Linked DNA regions of Ovis aries: region 1 is linked to region 2. Evidence: chromatin contacts called from public Hi-C data. All regions are on one chromosome and are shown on one strand. The core of a region is the stretch at or near the end of the contact, and the rest is flanking DNA. Distances in the headings are between cores, read along the strand shown.

Region 1 (7,513 bases), core at 1,721-4,220, 160 kb after region 2:
AATAAGGAAAAAAGAGTCTCTAGGTAAGAACAAGAAAAAAAAATTAAGGGAGAAATGTAAGAGGTCAGAAGGAATACACCTCGAGGCACAAGGCTTTCTAGGATAGGCTTGCAGGGTAAATTTCAGGAACGTAGGCCCAGCCCCCACCATTGTTCCAGAACTTCCAGACTAACAAACCAGTCCTAGATAACAATGCAGCCCAGACCAGTAGATAACAAGATAGGGCCTAAGCTTGAGGATCTACAGTTGTCACTGGGACCTCAGATACCATCTTATCTGTGACCCTTCGTCAGTGAGGCCAGGGCTCAAAGAAAGAGAAGTGACTTGCCCAAGGTCACAGTTACTCAGAGGTGCAGCCAGGACTAGACGAGGAACCACGTCTCCTGGCTCTGGTCCTGAAGCCCACCACACCAGCTGTTCCACAGCCCTCTCCCCTGGGCCACTCTCACCTGGGATGGGCATGGAGGGCCTAGCCATGCTTACAAGGTGGGAGAAATAGAAGGTCGAAGGCTGGCTGAGGGAAAGGGTCACTATGGAGACAGTCTGGGAAAGAGGAAAAGGGATACCTGGGAAGGAAGACTCAAGTTTAAGAAAAGGGAGAAAAACCTGCACAAAGAAGCAAAAAGACTACTGTATACATGAAGTCCCGGGACTTGCCTGGTGGTCCAGTGGTTAAGAATCTGCCTGCCAATGCAGAGAACACAGGTTTGATCCCTGGTCTGGGAACTAAGATCCCACATGTTTGCGGGGCAACTAAGCTTCGTATGCCACAACTACTGAGCCTGAGCACCCTAGAGCCCGTGCTCCACAACAAGAGAAGCCAACAGCAATGAGAAGCGGGCACACTGCAACTCAAGAAAGCCCATGTACAGGAAAAAGAGCCCGCGCCACAAAGAAGACCCAGCGCAGCCAAAAATAAAATTAAATAATATATATTTTTAAAGTCTCTAATAACAAACTGCCAAGGGTGGTATAACTAGGATCAGGAGCATTTCTATCCTCCCACCATGCCTAAGAGGAAGGACTTGAAGAAACACACATGACCTGCATGGAATATGTCTACTTGTTCCCAAAGGCAGCTGGATGGAGGCTGGTCGAGGCTCGGAGGAACCTCCTCTCCACCAGCAGCACCAGAAACATCCCCCAGAACTCTGCCAAGAGTCCCAAGGACACAGAAAAAGGCTGAGGCCCCCGTCAAGATTCTGAGCCCCCATCTCTTGGACATCCCACTGGATCATTGCCATGGCAACAAAATGGCAGACCCTACCCCTCAAAAGTCCATCCCAGGGGTTCATCTGTCAGCCACTCCCCCTCCAGTTGCCAAAGCAACTCTAGTCCTCCTTTGGTACTTAAAGAGTACCTACCCCAGTAGAGAGAAGTGCCTGCACAAAGGGAAATCTTCGAGCACAAAACAGTAATGAAGGATCCACCCCCTCTTAAAGAAACCACAGCTAGAGGGGCAGTGGGTGCTCTGGGGATTTGTGGGTGGGGGTCACAACTTGTTTGGAGTGCCTGTAAGATTGCCCAGTTCGCTCCAGTCCACCCTCCCAGAAACCGTTTCCCCCCAAGTCTCCCTCCAGGGGTCCTGTCTTCCTCATCGCTTGCAGGAGGAACCACACTACTGGGCCCCAACATGCCCCTCTCCAAGAAGTACCTACGCCTGGCATTGGAAAAAGCTGACCCGGAGTTGGGGAAAGAAAACTGAGTCACAAAGGCATCACCTTCCCACTTCCACCCGGGAATACGCCGGGTTTTTCTTCTCAAAGGCGGCCCTATCGGAGCGAGTCCCGGTTTCCCCAGGTTCCAATCTCCTCCCTCAATCAGCTACAAACCCTTTCTATCTACCTACCACACCCCTTCCCCATTTCCCACCTTCCTTCTATACCTGGCACCCCGAACCCCGGGCTCTGACACCCGGGTCTGGGCCTTTGGGGGTTCTCCTGGAGTCCTCATGCTCCACCTCGCTGCCATCTCTCCATTCCTTTTTACCTTCGCCCAAAGCCCCCTCCCGGGCACCCCGTTTTTCCTCCACCAAACTCCCACCTCGGGGTTCCTCTTTGGGTCTCGGGGTCCTGCCCACCCTCCTGCCCCATTGGCCTTCCTCCTGAGACCCTCCCACCTCCCTCTACCTTCTAGATCCTCCAAGTGCCCCGACCCCCTTCCCTCCTCGGTGGCCGGCCCCACCCCTTGAGCCCCCAGCCTCAAGCCGGGCACTGCCCGCAGTGGGGGACCAGATCGGAAAAATAACAAATGGAGGCGGCGGCGGCTGCGGGAGGGGGAACTGGGGAGGGTGGGGGTGGGGAGCCGCGGACCAGAACCCCGGCGGGCCCGAGGCCCAGGCGGCAGCAGGGCTTACCTGGTTGTAGCTCGGGACGGCTGGCTGGCTCCGAGCGGATTCGGGGTTCCGGCGCCTCCGGGGGGCGGCGGCGGCCGCTCCCCCGCCCCCCTCTCCTCTTCCCGGCTTCAGTCGCCGCCGCGACGGCGGCGGCGGCGGCCCCGACCCCCCCGGAGGGCGGCCCCCATCCCCCCTCTTACCCCACCTGGCCCCGGTCTCCCGCCGGCCTCCGGAGCAAATCCCGATCCCTGCTCTGGCTCGGCCCCTCCCCAGGCCCGCCGCCTCCTCTCCCGGCCACCCGGAACGCCCGGGCCGCGCAACTCGCCCCCGCCGCGCCGCCGTCCGCCCCCGCGGCCCGGCCGGCTCTCCGCGCGGCTGCGACCCGCCGCCTCCCGCCCACCGCCCGCGCCCGCCCGGCGCAGCCCTCACCGCCGCGATCCCCGGCCCCCTTAGGCGGCCTCCGCCCGCGGCCTCCGCCCCTGCCCGGCGGTCGTCTCCCTCGCCCCTTCCTGGCCCCTCCCCGAGGCCGCCGGTACCCCCGAAACGGGTCCCGGCCCCAGGCCCCTGCCCGATGCGGGGCTGCGGGCGGGCGGGCTGGGCGGCGCGTCCGGCGACTCGCACAGGAAAGCGGACGGCGAAGGGAGGGAGCTTGGGAGAGGGGGATGGGAGAAGAGAGGAAGAGGGAGAAGGAGGGAGCGCGGAGGAACGGAGGAGAGAGGGGCCGGGAGGGAGCCGCGAGGGAGGGAGCGCGAGGCGAGCGGCGAGGGGGGAGGGGATCCGGAGAGGGGGAGGCGCCGCGCGAGCTGGCCGAGACCGAGGCCGAGGGGCCCGGGGCGCGGGGAGGGGTGCGCCGAGGCGGAATGCGGGGAGCCCGCGGTCCTGGCGCGGAAGAGGGCTAGGTAGGGAGGGGGGTGCGGGCTGTTATGGGGGAGGCTGGAGAAGTTTGGGGGGCCTAGGGGTGTGTGGCGGAGGTGAGGGGGGAGGCTGTGGGTGTGTGGCAAAGCCGCGGGGATGGGGTGAGGTTGGAGGGATGGAGCTTCTTGGGGGCAATGAGATGTGACCAGGGGAAAGAAGCTTGGGGTGACAGCGTCTGTGGCAGACACAGCGGAAGAGGTTTGTTGGGGGGGCAGTTGTGAGAGAATGGGATGAAGTTAGGGGTCCTAAGGAGGGGAAGAAATCGACAAGATGGAGACATATAGGAGAGGGTGGGTTTCTGAAAGAGTGAAGAGTCTGGGGGTGATGGGTGTTGGGGAAAGAACAGAGAACACAAGAATTTGGGGGAGTGACAAGTCTAGAGATGTCCTGTGGAGAAAGAAGGAAAACTAGAGCCTTTAGAAAGGATGAAGGAGGTGGGGCTAGATGCAGATTCCAAAGGGGACTGGGTTCTGGGTGGGAGAGGAAGGTGGGAAACTGGGATGGCCGGATTCAGGAGTGGGGAGCGGGTTCTGAAAGAGCTGGGGAGAGTTTCTTGGGCAAGACAAGGGCGATAGAAGGGAGGGAGGAAGTAAAGACGATTAGGAGGAAATTTAAGAGAGCAGTCTAGGCCTTTGGTGGCCCTAAGAGGGAAAGTCCGTGAGGAGGACAAGCTGGTGGACATGGGAAGGGAAAGCAGGAGAAGGCAATGGTAGGAATGAGCAGGACAAGCCGGCAGAGGGAAGACGTTCATTTATGGAAGTGGGACACCGTCCTCAGGCCCTCTGGCTGGCGGTAGCTCCATTTTCCATCTCAAATCTGTCCGAAGTCATCACTCATGGTACTTGCAGGGGTTGGGGGGGGTCGGGTGGGGACTAGGCTCCATGTGGAGACAACCTCAAGTGCCCTGATTATTCTAATGTGGAGACCATTCCACCACAGACTCTCTCCAGGGAGCCTCTGCCCCTCCCTGACAGTCCCCAGCCACTCCCAGTCTTCAGCCAGGAGGCTAGCACCCCCAGTCCACTCCCCGCCCCAGGGTCTCCTGGGCTCTCTCCCTGCCCCAGGCCAAGCAACAACATTTCTCAGGACAAAGGACACCAAGACGCTGGGTGATTTTTGGCAGCAGAGATTGGGAAGGCCAGAGAATGGGAGGGAGGCAGGCTGGGAACCGGGAAGAGCTGGAGCTGGAGCTGGATTCGGGATTGGGAGCCCTCGCTGGCACTCCAAATTTGGGGCGGGGATGGGGTAGTTGTGCCAGCGGGCTGGCTTGAGGCTGAGGCTGGGCCCTAAAGGTGGGATCCCCACCACCACCCAGCCTCCAGAGAAGGAAGGAGATTGGTTATGGAGCAACTGGTAGATTTTGCCTCCTATTTCCCAGGCCCAGCTCAGCCAAGCTCTAGGAATACCCAGAAGTGCTAAATGGATTCCGTGCACCGGGAGCCTGAGCAGGAAGCCTTCCTTGGCCTAGGAATGAATTCCCACTCTTCAGACTCTTGAATCAGCTGGCACTCACTCTATTACCCCAGGCCCAACTTATCCCTCAGGGTTTTCCAGACAACTCCACCCCGCCCATCTGCTGCCCACTGCACCCTAGGAGGACCCCAGCTCCTTCTCCCCACCCCCAACTTTGCTCCAAGACTCCTCCTCTCCCCGAGGTCCCCCCTCCCCAGTGCATTTCCTCTCTCTCTGCACTGCCCAGCTCAGTCCCCCACTGGGCCCTGGCCCAGGCTCTTCCCAACTCCCTTCCAGGCTAAACCCATCTGCCTCCTTTTTTAACCACTAAGGGATCGGCTAGGATGGTGACATGTTGTTGCTTCCCTAAGTCGTGTCTGACTCTGCTACACCTTGGACTGTAGCCCTCCAGGTTCCTCGTCTGTGGGATTCTCCAGGCAAGAATACTGGAGTGGGTTGCCAGTTCCTTCTCCAGGGGATATTCCCATCCCAGGGATGGAACCCGTGTCTCCTGCATTGCAGGCAGATTCTTTACCACTGACCTGGATGGTGATATATCTGAGCCTAAAAGAAAAGGAGAGTGAAAAGAGAAGCCAGGGCCTCTCCCCTCCAGATCCTCCCCAACCTGAGGACCGGATTCAGTTCAGCTTCAGGGAGCATCACACACACCCCACCATCATTGGTCACCCCAGCTCCCCCTCTCTGGCCCCAGCTCCCCACAACCCACCGTTTCCAGGCAACGGCACATAAGGAAAGTGGAAAGAGGGGCCTGGGAGGCCCAGGGAGGGGGAGATGTAACCCAATCCACCCCAGTACCTCAGGGTTTTGCGGGGGGGGGGGGGGGGGGGGGGGGTGCATGAGAAGGTGACCCATCAAGGAAAGAGGGCAGAGGTTGGGAAACATGGCTCCAGCCAGGAGTCAGCCTAGGAGTTACTGAAGAAAGGTGAATATAATGGGCCCCAGAGTAAAGCCTGGGGTGCCCCAAGGGAAACAAAAAGGGGCGCCAGGGGACACGGGAGCAGGAAAAGCTGAGATGCCCCCGTTGGAACGAAGAGGCACAGAGGTTGGGGCAAGAAACCCTTTGGCTGAAAAGGGCTGAGTTGTCAGCTATACGGGAAAGAAAACAGAGAAACGGATCTTGACCATACAGAGCTGGGATCCTCTTCCAGTCCCGGAGCTGGGCAGAATGGCAGAGGGGGCCCAGGACCAGAACTCAAGAGTAGAAACGGAGTGGGAGGCCCACAGAGGGAGCAGCCTTGCAGTTCCTCCCACCCTCGCTCTGGCGCTGGTGCTGTCGGCCTCCTGCAGAGCCTTGGCTCCCTCTAGTGGCCGCAGCTCCCCACCACTCGGGCCAGGTAGCCAAGCCTTAGACCGTGGCTCAGTGGTTAAAAAAAAAAAAAAAAAAAAAAAATCCGCCTAATGCAGGAGATGTGGGTTCGATCCCTGGGTTGGGAAGATCCCCTGCAGGAGGGCATAGCAACTCATTCCAGTATTCTTGCCTGCAAAATCCCATGGACAGAGGAGCGTGGCAGGCTACAGTCCATGGGGTTACTGAATCAGACACCACTTAGGCACCAAATAACAACAAAGATGGGGCTCATCCTCCCCCTGCCCCCAGGTAGTTCCTGTGTCCCTGTCTCAGAGCTGGGGCTCTGCTGGAGCCAAAGTGTGATAGTGGGTCTCCAGTCACACACTGGCCCCCTGCTCGCAGGCTCACCCAGCTAGGGGCCTGTTGATCACCCCAGCTCCTGAATTTCCAGTTTACTGGAAGTTGCCTGTCCTCAGGCCTCTGCAGCTTGCAGGGGGTGCTGCCCAGACAGTGCTGGCCCATCCCAGGAGCTCCAGGATTCGATCTAGGAGAGGCCCTGTACACCGGAGGAGCTCCCGTTCCCAGCTCCATCACGTCTCTGGTCAAGGGCCTTGGTGAATCTTCAGACACTTTGGATCCCATTCTCCAAAAATGCGCGCGCACACACAATGTTTGATATTTTTAGGAATTCTTGGATCCCAGGCTAAAAATCCTAATTCCCCCTGGGGAGGGGGAGAGAGGGAAGGAAGGCCGAGCTCCCCACCTGGCCAGGGAATATAGGCAGTGCCATCCTCCTGACCTTATTTGTTGGATTGCTTCCTCTTTCTGTGCCCTCCCAGCTTTCTTTTTTGGCTGTGCTGAGTCTTCATTGCTGCTCGGGCTTTTGGGGGGGCTACTCTCTACTTGCGGTGTGTGGGCTTCCCTTGTTTCAGAGCACAGGCTCTAGGTAGGCGTGTGAGCTTCAGGAGTTGCAGTTCCCGGGCTCTAGAGCACAGGCTCAGTAGTTGTGGTGCACTGGGCTTAGTTGCTCTGTGGCACATGGCATCTTCCTGGATCAAGGATCGAACCCGTGTCTCCTTCATTGGCAGGTGGGTTCTTTACCACTGAGCCACCAGGGAAGCCCACCTCTCAGCTTTGCTATCCAGTTTTACCCACTTCTAGGAGCTCCATCTTCTCTCCCTGCGTGTGGACTAGAGTAAGACTCCTCAGACACAGGAATGCACGGTGACTCAGACTTTAATGGAAGTGTTCATTTCAGCGCCACAGAGGTGCTGGCAGCTGTGAAACATGGCACGGGGGCAGCTGGAGGAAGAATGGGGAAGCTAGGGCTGGGGGGAGAGGGACAGGAGACAAGTCCCCAGGTGCACAGCCCCACCTCTGGCCCAGGAGCCATCACTGAGGCCCCTTTCTGCTACCCTTCCAGTTCCAGCAGGACCCCCACTCCAGGCTATCTCAGAACCTACAGTCGCGTGAAATACAGACTCATGGCTCCCCCTCCAGTC
Region 2 (7,781 bases), core at 1,241-3,740:
TGCCAGGAAGTGATGGGACCAGATGCCATGATTTTAGTTGAGTTTTAAGCCAGCTTTTTCACTCTCCTCTTTCACTTTCATCAAGAGGCTCTTCAGTTCTTCTTTGCTTTCTGCCATAAGGGTGGTGTCATCTGCATATCTGAGGTTACTGATATTTCTCCCAGCAATCTTGATTCCACCTTGTGCTTCATCCAGCCAGAAATGAAATGTACTTCATTTCACATGATGTACTCTGCATATAAGTTAAATAAGTAAGCAGGGTGACAATATACAGCCTTGACATACTCCTTTCCCAATTTGGAACCAGTTTGTTTCATGTCCAGTTCTAACTGTTACTTCTTGACCTGCATACAGATTTCTCAGGAGGCAGGTAAGGTGGTCTGGTATTCCCATCTCTTTCAGAATTTTCCACGGTTTGTGGTGACCCACACAGTTCAAGGCTTTGGCATAGTCAATAAAGCACATTTGGATGTTTTTCTGGAACTCTCTTGCTTTTTCTATGATCCAACAGATGTTGGCAATATGATCTCTGGTTCTTCTGTCTTTTCTAAATCCAGCTTGAACATCTAGAAGTTTTCGGTTCACATACTGTTGCAGTGAGCGTGGAATTTTCAAAATTACTTCGCTAGCGTGTGAGATGAGTGCAAGTGTGCAGTAGTTTGAGCATTCTTTGGCATTGCCTTTCTTTGGGATTGGAATGAAAACTAACTTTTTCCAGTCCTGTGGCCACTGTTGAGTTTTCCAAATTTGCTGGCATATTGAGTGCAGCACTTTCACAGCATCATCTTTTAGGATTTGAAAGAGCTCAGCTGGAATTCCATCACCTCCACTAGCTTTGTTTATAGTAACGCTTCCTAAGGCCGACTTGACTTCCCATTCCAGATTGTCTGGATCTAGGTGAGTGATCACACCATCGTGGTTATCTGGGTCATGAAGATCTTTTTTGTATAGTTCTTCTGTGTATTCTTGCCACCTCTTCTTAATATCTTCTGCTTGTTAGGGTCATACCATATTCTTTATTGTGCCCATTTTTGCATGAAATGTTCCCTTGGTATCTCTAATTTTCTTGAAGAGATCTCTAGTCTTTTCCATTCTATTGTCTTCCTCTATTTCTTTGCATTCTGTCATTTTTTTGAGATTGCACCCAAGTACTGCATTTGGGGCTCTTTTGTTGACTATGAGAGCTACTCTAGTTCTTCTAAGGGAATCTTGCCCACTGTTGTAGACATAACGGTCATCTGACCTACTCTTCCTCCTAGTCTCCCATTCCTGTCCATTTTAGTTCACTGATTCCTAAAATGTCAGTGTTCACTCTTGCCATCTCCTGTTTGACCATTTCCAATTTACCTTGATTCTGAACCTAACGTTCCAGGTTCCTATGCAATATTGTTCTTTACAGCATCAGACTTTACTTCCATTACCAGTCACATCCACAACTGGTGGTCCACAGCCAGCCTGTTTGCTCAGCCCCTGGCGCCATGACCCTCAGGGGCTCACACTCTGGACCAGATGCTGAGAATATCTCCATCCCATCCTCAGCTGCCCTTGTTTCCCTAAGGGACAAGCTCATTAGCAGGCCTGAGTCCATTGAGAGGGGAGGAAGGGCCTTTGTCTTTTTTTTTTTTTTTTGCTGGGATCTTAGTACCCTGACCAGGGATCAAAGCCATGCTGCTTGCTTGAGAAGCTGGGTGTCTTAATTCCTGGACTACCAGGGAAGCCCAAGGAGGGTCTTAAACCAGACCCTACTGGTGCTTTGGGGTCACAGCAGTCCCTGTTCTACGTGTCATTTTTTTTAATTTCTTTATTAGCTACACTACATGGCATGTGGGATCTTAGTTCCCTGACCAGGGATTGGAAACACAGAGTTTTAACCACTAGAACTTCAGATAAGTTCCCTCTAAGTGTCATTGCTGAGGGAAGCAGGGTGGGACCCTAGATCAAGCAAGCTTCTCTCTCCTCTGCACCCTCCTGCACTCCCCATCTCTAATCCTTGCTCTTGTCCCATTATCCTGGGCATTGATCCCTGATCATTCCTGTACCAGAGCTTCTGGCTAACTAAGGACAGGGAGAATGGGGTTAAAGGAGAAGAGAGGGTCACAAAAGACCCCCCTCAACTGCGATTTCCACTGTTCTTTGGGTAGGAACCCTGAACACTCAGCCGCAGTCACCAGAAAGGGCCCTGAAGAAAGGGGGCGGGATTCCCATCAGATTCAGAAAGGGGCATCTGGGCCTCCAACCCAAGGCTTTTCTATCCCTAAAAATGCAGAACCTTCTCCAGCCCTTACCCTGAAGGCCAGCAGGTGGCAGCACCATCAGGCATTTCACAACCAAAACTAAACCGAAACAGAATTTCTTTTTTTTCTTTTTTGGTTTTGTTTATGCAAATGGCTCGTTCCCTACAACATTCATCCCGGAACGGTCACCCCTTCCCCCTCCACAGTCCCTCCCTCCCCCTTCCCTGCTCTGCGTGACCCTGCTCTCTCTGCACCCAGAGTGCATGAAGACGCTGTCACGAGAGTCAGGGATCCAACAACAGGCCTTAAGAAATGTGAGTAAGCCTGGTGGGAACCAAGGAGGGAGGGAGACACCAGAGGGGACGAGCCTGGGCACAGGGGGCCCCCTGTCCCAGACTTACTCAGGGAGGTGCGAGCACCCTGACCCTCCCCATACACCTGATTCCTCCAGTGTGCCCACACGTGCACGCTCGAAAATGCATGCCCCATCTCTCCTCCAGAGGAGAAAGGAGACTCAGCCCCAGGAGGTGAGGTCACACTGCCTTCCTCCTCCAGCTCATAGGGAGCAGCAAGGTGGGGTTGGGGGAGCCCGTCCCTCGGTCTAGACAGTCAGCCTCTGTACCTGAGACCCTCTTCCATAGGCGGTCTCTCCCAGAGGCCTTGCTGAGCATGTGGGAGCCATTTCAGAGACCATGACTGGAAACCCTCACCCTTAGTTTACTGGTCCAAGCCAGCCCAATTCCTGGAAGGGGAGCAGAGTGATGCAACAGGGCAGGGAGGAGGCTGGGGAGAGAGGTGGGGGGAGCGTGATGACCTCTGGACTGGACACTGGCCCCGGGGAGGAGCGCCCAGTGCAGCAGCTGCAGAGACCAGCCTGCCCCCTGCAGCCTCCCCACCCACCCTAGGACATCTCCCTGAGATCTAGAATGGACCAAGAGGAAAATGCCCAGCGGTACGGCAATCCCATCCCCTACCAGAGAGCAAGGGTCTGCACCCCTCCCACCCTACAGACACCTTTTCCCTTTTGGCAGGTGGCTCTTATACCTCCTGCTGCCGGTCCTGTTCTTCGGGGTTGGAGGCGCCATCCCCACCCCTCAGAGGCTCTACGGGGAGGTGATGTCCCCTCTGTTCCCCAAGCCTTACCCTAACAATTTTGAGAGGACCACTGTGATCACAGTACCCACGGGGTACAGAGTGAAGCTTGTCTTCTGGCAGTTTGACCTGGAGCCTTCGGATGGTTGTTTCTATGACTATGTCAAGGTAGGGGGCAGATGAGGGGGGTGGGCAGAGGGAGAACTGAGTGTCTCTGGAACCTGGGGACCCGGGTTCTGACCAGCCTGGATAGGACACCCTGCCTGGGGACACAGCCCCAAGCTGGTGAAAGCTGATGGCCAGGTGGGGCTCTGGAAGTCCAGGGGTATCGAGGATGGGAGGCCACTGGTCTGAGAGACCATCGTGGAGCAAAGAGGGGAGAAACAGAGAGGGAGGGGACAAGCCCTGTTCTTGGGGAATGTACTGTACACAGGAGTCAGAAAAACCTTCCCTGTCTGCTTACTTGCCCGGAGGATTTTGGAAACATCCTTGCCTCAGTTTCCCTGTTGCCATGGAGAGTGTCACCACTCCATGGCTGCCTCCTCACCAGGAACACAGGGACGTGGGAAAGCGGCTTGTGTGTGGTGGTGGCTCAAGGGTGGTCTGCAGCCAGGACAGTGGGCTCAGTCCTCTCTCCTCTGTCACGACCAAGGGCCCGTCCCAGTCCCTCTTTCTACATCCAATAAAAATGAGTTTCCTGGAGACTTCCCCAGTGATCCAGCGGCTAAAACTCTGTGCTCCCAAGGCAGGGGGCCCAGGTTTGATTCCTGGGGAACTTAGGTGGGAAACTAGGATTCCACGTGCTGCACAACACAGCCTAAAAATAAAATTAAAATTTTAAAAATGAGGTTCTTGATTTGGGATTCAGATAGGGCCTACACACAGCCCATAAATACTATTTCCAGGAGATCCCCTGGAGGGTATAAAAGAATACCATGGAAATGCCATATCTTCCCAGCCCAGAGGACTTGAGATGTCAGCAGTGCTCATAGGGAGGGTCCTGGTGGTAGGCAAAGTGGGGATGAGATAGGAGGAGGGACGTCTTCTGCTTTGCAGGAGTCAAGGAATCTGTGAAGGAAGAGGTAAGGAGAGCTCAGTGATGCTTGCTAAGCTGACAGGTCCCGGATGCTCACACTCAGCTGAATATCAGGAGTCATGGCTGGACAGGAATGGGTTGACCAAAACAAGGTGGAAGGACAGGACAGAGGGTAAAGCAGACCCTCCAGGCTCTAGGGATGAAGGAATGACAGAAACCAGGTAAAGGCAACCAGTGGGAGGCGGACACAGGAGCAGATGGGGGTAAAGAAAGGTCTGACACATGTTGTTGTTCAGTCACTAAGTCGTGTCAGACTCTTCGCAAACCCATGGACTGTAGCACGCCAGGCTTCCCTGTCCTTCAGCATGTCTGAGTTTGCTTGAATTCATCCACTGAGTCAGTGATGCCATCCAACCATCTCATCCTCTGTCATCCCCTTCTCCTGCCTTCTATCTTTCCCAGCATCAAGGTCATTTCCATGAATCAGCTCTTTAGCCAAAATATTGGAGCTTCAGCTTCGGCATGAGTCCTTCTAGTGAATAATCAGAGTTGATTTCCTTTAGGATTGACTGGTTTGATCTATTTGCTCTCCAAGAGACTCTCAAGAGTCTTCTCCAGCACCACAATTTGAAAGCATCGGTTTTTCAGCGCTCAGCCTTCTTTATGGTCCAACTCTCACATCCATACATGACTCCTAGAAACATCATAGCTTTGACTAGATGTATCTTTCTGGCAAAGTGATGTCTTTGCTTTCTAATATGCTGTCTAGGTTTGTCATAGCTGGGGGTCATAAAAAGGGAGGGCCGAGTCCCAGACACGGGATAACGTGCAAGGTCAGTCGGTGGGGATGCAGGACAGAGGAAAGGCCTCTGGGGAATTTGGAACAGCCAGAGCCCAGCAGGTAGAGAGCAGCTGGAGACCATCCGGGGGGGGTGAGGGGAGTGGGGTGGGACGGGATCCCCTCTCTGGGACAAGAGAAGGATGACCTTCATGGCCTTCCATGTGGGATATGTCCCCTCAACAGCTTGTCCGCCTGTCCCTCCTCCATAGATTTCTGCTGATAAGAAGACCATGGGGAGGTTCTGTGGGCAGCTGGGTACTCCCCTGGGCAACCCCCCGGGAAGGAAGGAATTCATGTCCCAAGGGAACAAGATGCTGCTGACCTTCCACTCGGACTTCTCCAACGAGGACAACGGCACCGTCATGTTCTACAAGGGCTTCCTGGCATACTACCAAGCCGTGGGTGAGTGGCGCCTGTGCCGGGCTCCTGGGCTCAGACTGAGTGGGGGCCAGAAGAGGGAATTCTTGAATCCAAAGAATCGGGAAGCCAGGCCTTCTTGTTTTTTCCCAAGAGAGCTTTTGCTAGGAGAGAACTATCCACCAGGGCCCTGTCCCCACTGAGCAGGTCCCAGAAAGAGTCAGAGGGGCCGGGAGTTCCAGGTGGCCTGAGATAACCTTGTCCTTAGGCCTCTGATGAGTGACCTCGCTGAGACCAGCGCCTCCACAGGTCCCTGCCCCGCCCCCCCCACTCTGGCTTTTGTGGAATTGAATCCTTCCTTCTGGAATCTTTTCCAGACCTGGACGAATGTGCCTTGCAGCTCAACTCGGTTGAGGAGGACCCCCCGCCCCGGTGCCAGCACCTGTGCCACAACTACGTCGGCGGCTATTTCTGCTCCTGCCGTCCAGGCTATGAGCTCCAGCAGGATGGGCGTTCCTGCCAGGGTGAGGTCTTGCCTGGGTGGTCTCAGAGGAGGCAGGGACTGAGCAAGGTGGGGCTCTCTGGGTGACCCGCTCTCGCTCTGCTCCCCCAGCCGAATGCAGCAGCGAGCTGTTCACGGAGCCCTCGGGCTACATCTCCAGCTTGGAGTATCCCGGACCCTACCCCCCTGACCTGCGCTGCAATTACAGTATCCGAGTAGAGCGAGGCCACACCCTCCACCTCCAATTCCTGGAGCCTTTTGAAATCGATGACCATCAGCAAATACACTGTCCCTACGACCAGCTGCAGGTACAGCCAACCCACCCCCAGAGAGAAATCCTTTCGTCCCCATCCCCACGCGTCTCCTCTCACCCCTCCTCCTCACTGGACCGTCTGGCCAATGGGCGCAGAAATGGCCAATGTCCCACATGAGTTGTCCTACACACCTGGCATCCAGGTGGCTGTAGTGGTAAAGAACCCATCTGCCAGTGCAGGAGATGTAAGAGATTCAGGTTCAATCCCTGGGTCAGGAAAATCCCCTGGAGGAGGTCATGGCAACCCACTCGAGTATTCTTGCCTGGAGAATTCCATGGACAGAGGAGCCTGGCGGGCTACAGTCCATAAGGTCGCAAAGAGCTGGACTCGACTGAGCAACTTAGTGCACACTCTAGCCGGTGGGTCCTCGGGAGACTTTCTCCCCTCCAGCTGAAAACATACACCAAGCAGGATCTGCACCACTGGCACCACCACCCTAGCCCTGTGTCTGAATTGGAGACATGACCCTCCTTCCGTCCACCCCCACCACCACCACAGATCTATGTCAGCGGGAGGAACATTGGTGAGTTCTGTGGAAAGCAAAGGCCCGAGCGCATTGATGCCCAAAGCAACTCAGTGGACCTGCTCTTCTTCACGGACGAGTCAGGGGACAGCCGGGGCTGGAAGCTGTACTACACCAGTGAAGGTAAGGCTGCCCGGGGCCTCTCACAGGCCAGAAAGGGGGCAGGATGAGGCAGGCAGAAAGGAGGCCAGTGGCTCGGAAATAAATGTGCCCTCTGGTCTCCCTAACAGTCATCAAGTGCCCCCAGCCCAAGACCCTGGACGCATTCACCATCATTCAGGACCTGCAGCCTCAATACCAGTACCGGGACTATTTCATCGCTACGTGCAAAAAAGGCTACGAGCTTGTGGAGGTAAGAGCCAGGGCCGAGGGGAGGGAGCTAACCCAGAGTCCGGCATAATTCACATGGAAGATGGAGGCTCAGCCCCACATGGAAACATAAGCATGTTTGAGCTGGAAGGGTTACCCGGCCTGCTCCAACTTGACTGCACACTGGAAATAGGATTTCAAAATTCTGATGTCCAGTCCCCTGCTAGAGACTAGTTCATGGGTCTGAACGGGAGCATGGGTGTCAGGATTACCTATAGTTACTCGGTGATTCTAATGCCCAGCCAAGTCTAAGAACTACAGGTCCTCGCCCTATAACTCACTATGCAGTGAGGAACCGAACAGGCAGGGGTGGAGTTGAAGCGCGAGGCCTCACTCACGCAGCCTCACTGGGATTGTGTACAGCAGGGACTGGCAACAAATGCCCTGCCTCTTGCTCCAGGGCTCTGTTTTTGTTTTTAAAACCTACCTGGCTTTACTCGATGATTTATGAATCGGGCAGCATTCCATCGAACAATCAGAAGAGGCTCCGTTTATGTCTACCAGTGGTCTTAC

What was found. Hi-C and Micro-C count contacts between places; a contact is called where the count stands out from the background.
Region 1: a contact with region 2 is called in a Hi-C map of muscle, with 9 times the contacts expected there. The contact joins the promoter of ATN1 here to the promoter of C1R in region 2. A contact is called at or near these places in 8 of 16 Hi-C or Micro-C datasets (blood, hypothalamus, liver and 2 more).

What each region holds. Positions count from the first base shown.
Region 1 is chr3:209,373,556-209,381,068 of ARS-UI_Ramb_v3.0, forward strand. ATN1 (atrophin 1) reads right to left here and starts at 2,971. Exons shown (of 11, transcript XM_042248208.1): 1 at 2,357-2,971. It overlaps ENO2 (enolase 2), which reads right to left. Exons shown (of 12, transcript XM_012175500.5): 12 at 7,230-7,513.
Region 2 is chr3:209,216,353-209,224,133 of ARS-UI_Ramb_v3.0, forward strand. C1R (complement C1r) reads left to right here and starts at 2,491. Exons shown (of 11, transcript XM_042248206.2): 1 at 2,491-2,548; 2 at 3,266-3,494; 3 at 5,413-5,605; 4 at 5,938-6,084; 5 at 6,174-6,370; 6 at 6,875-7,022; 7 at 7,130-7,251. The coding sequence starts at 2,547.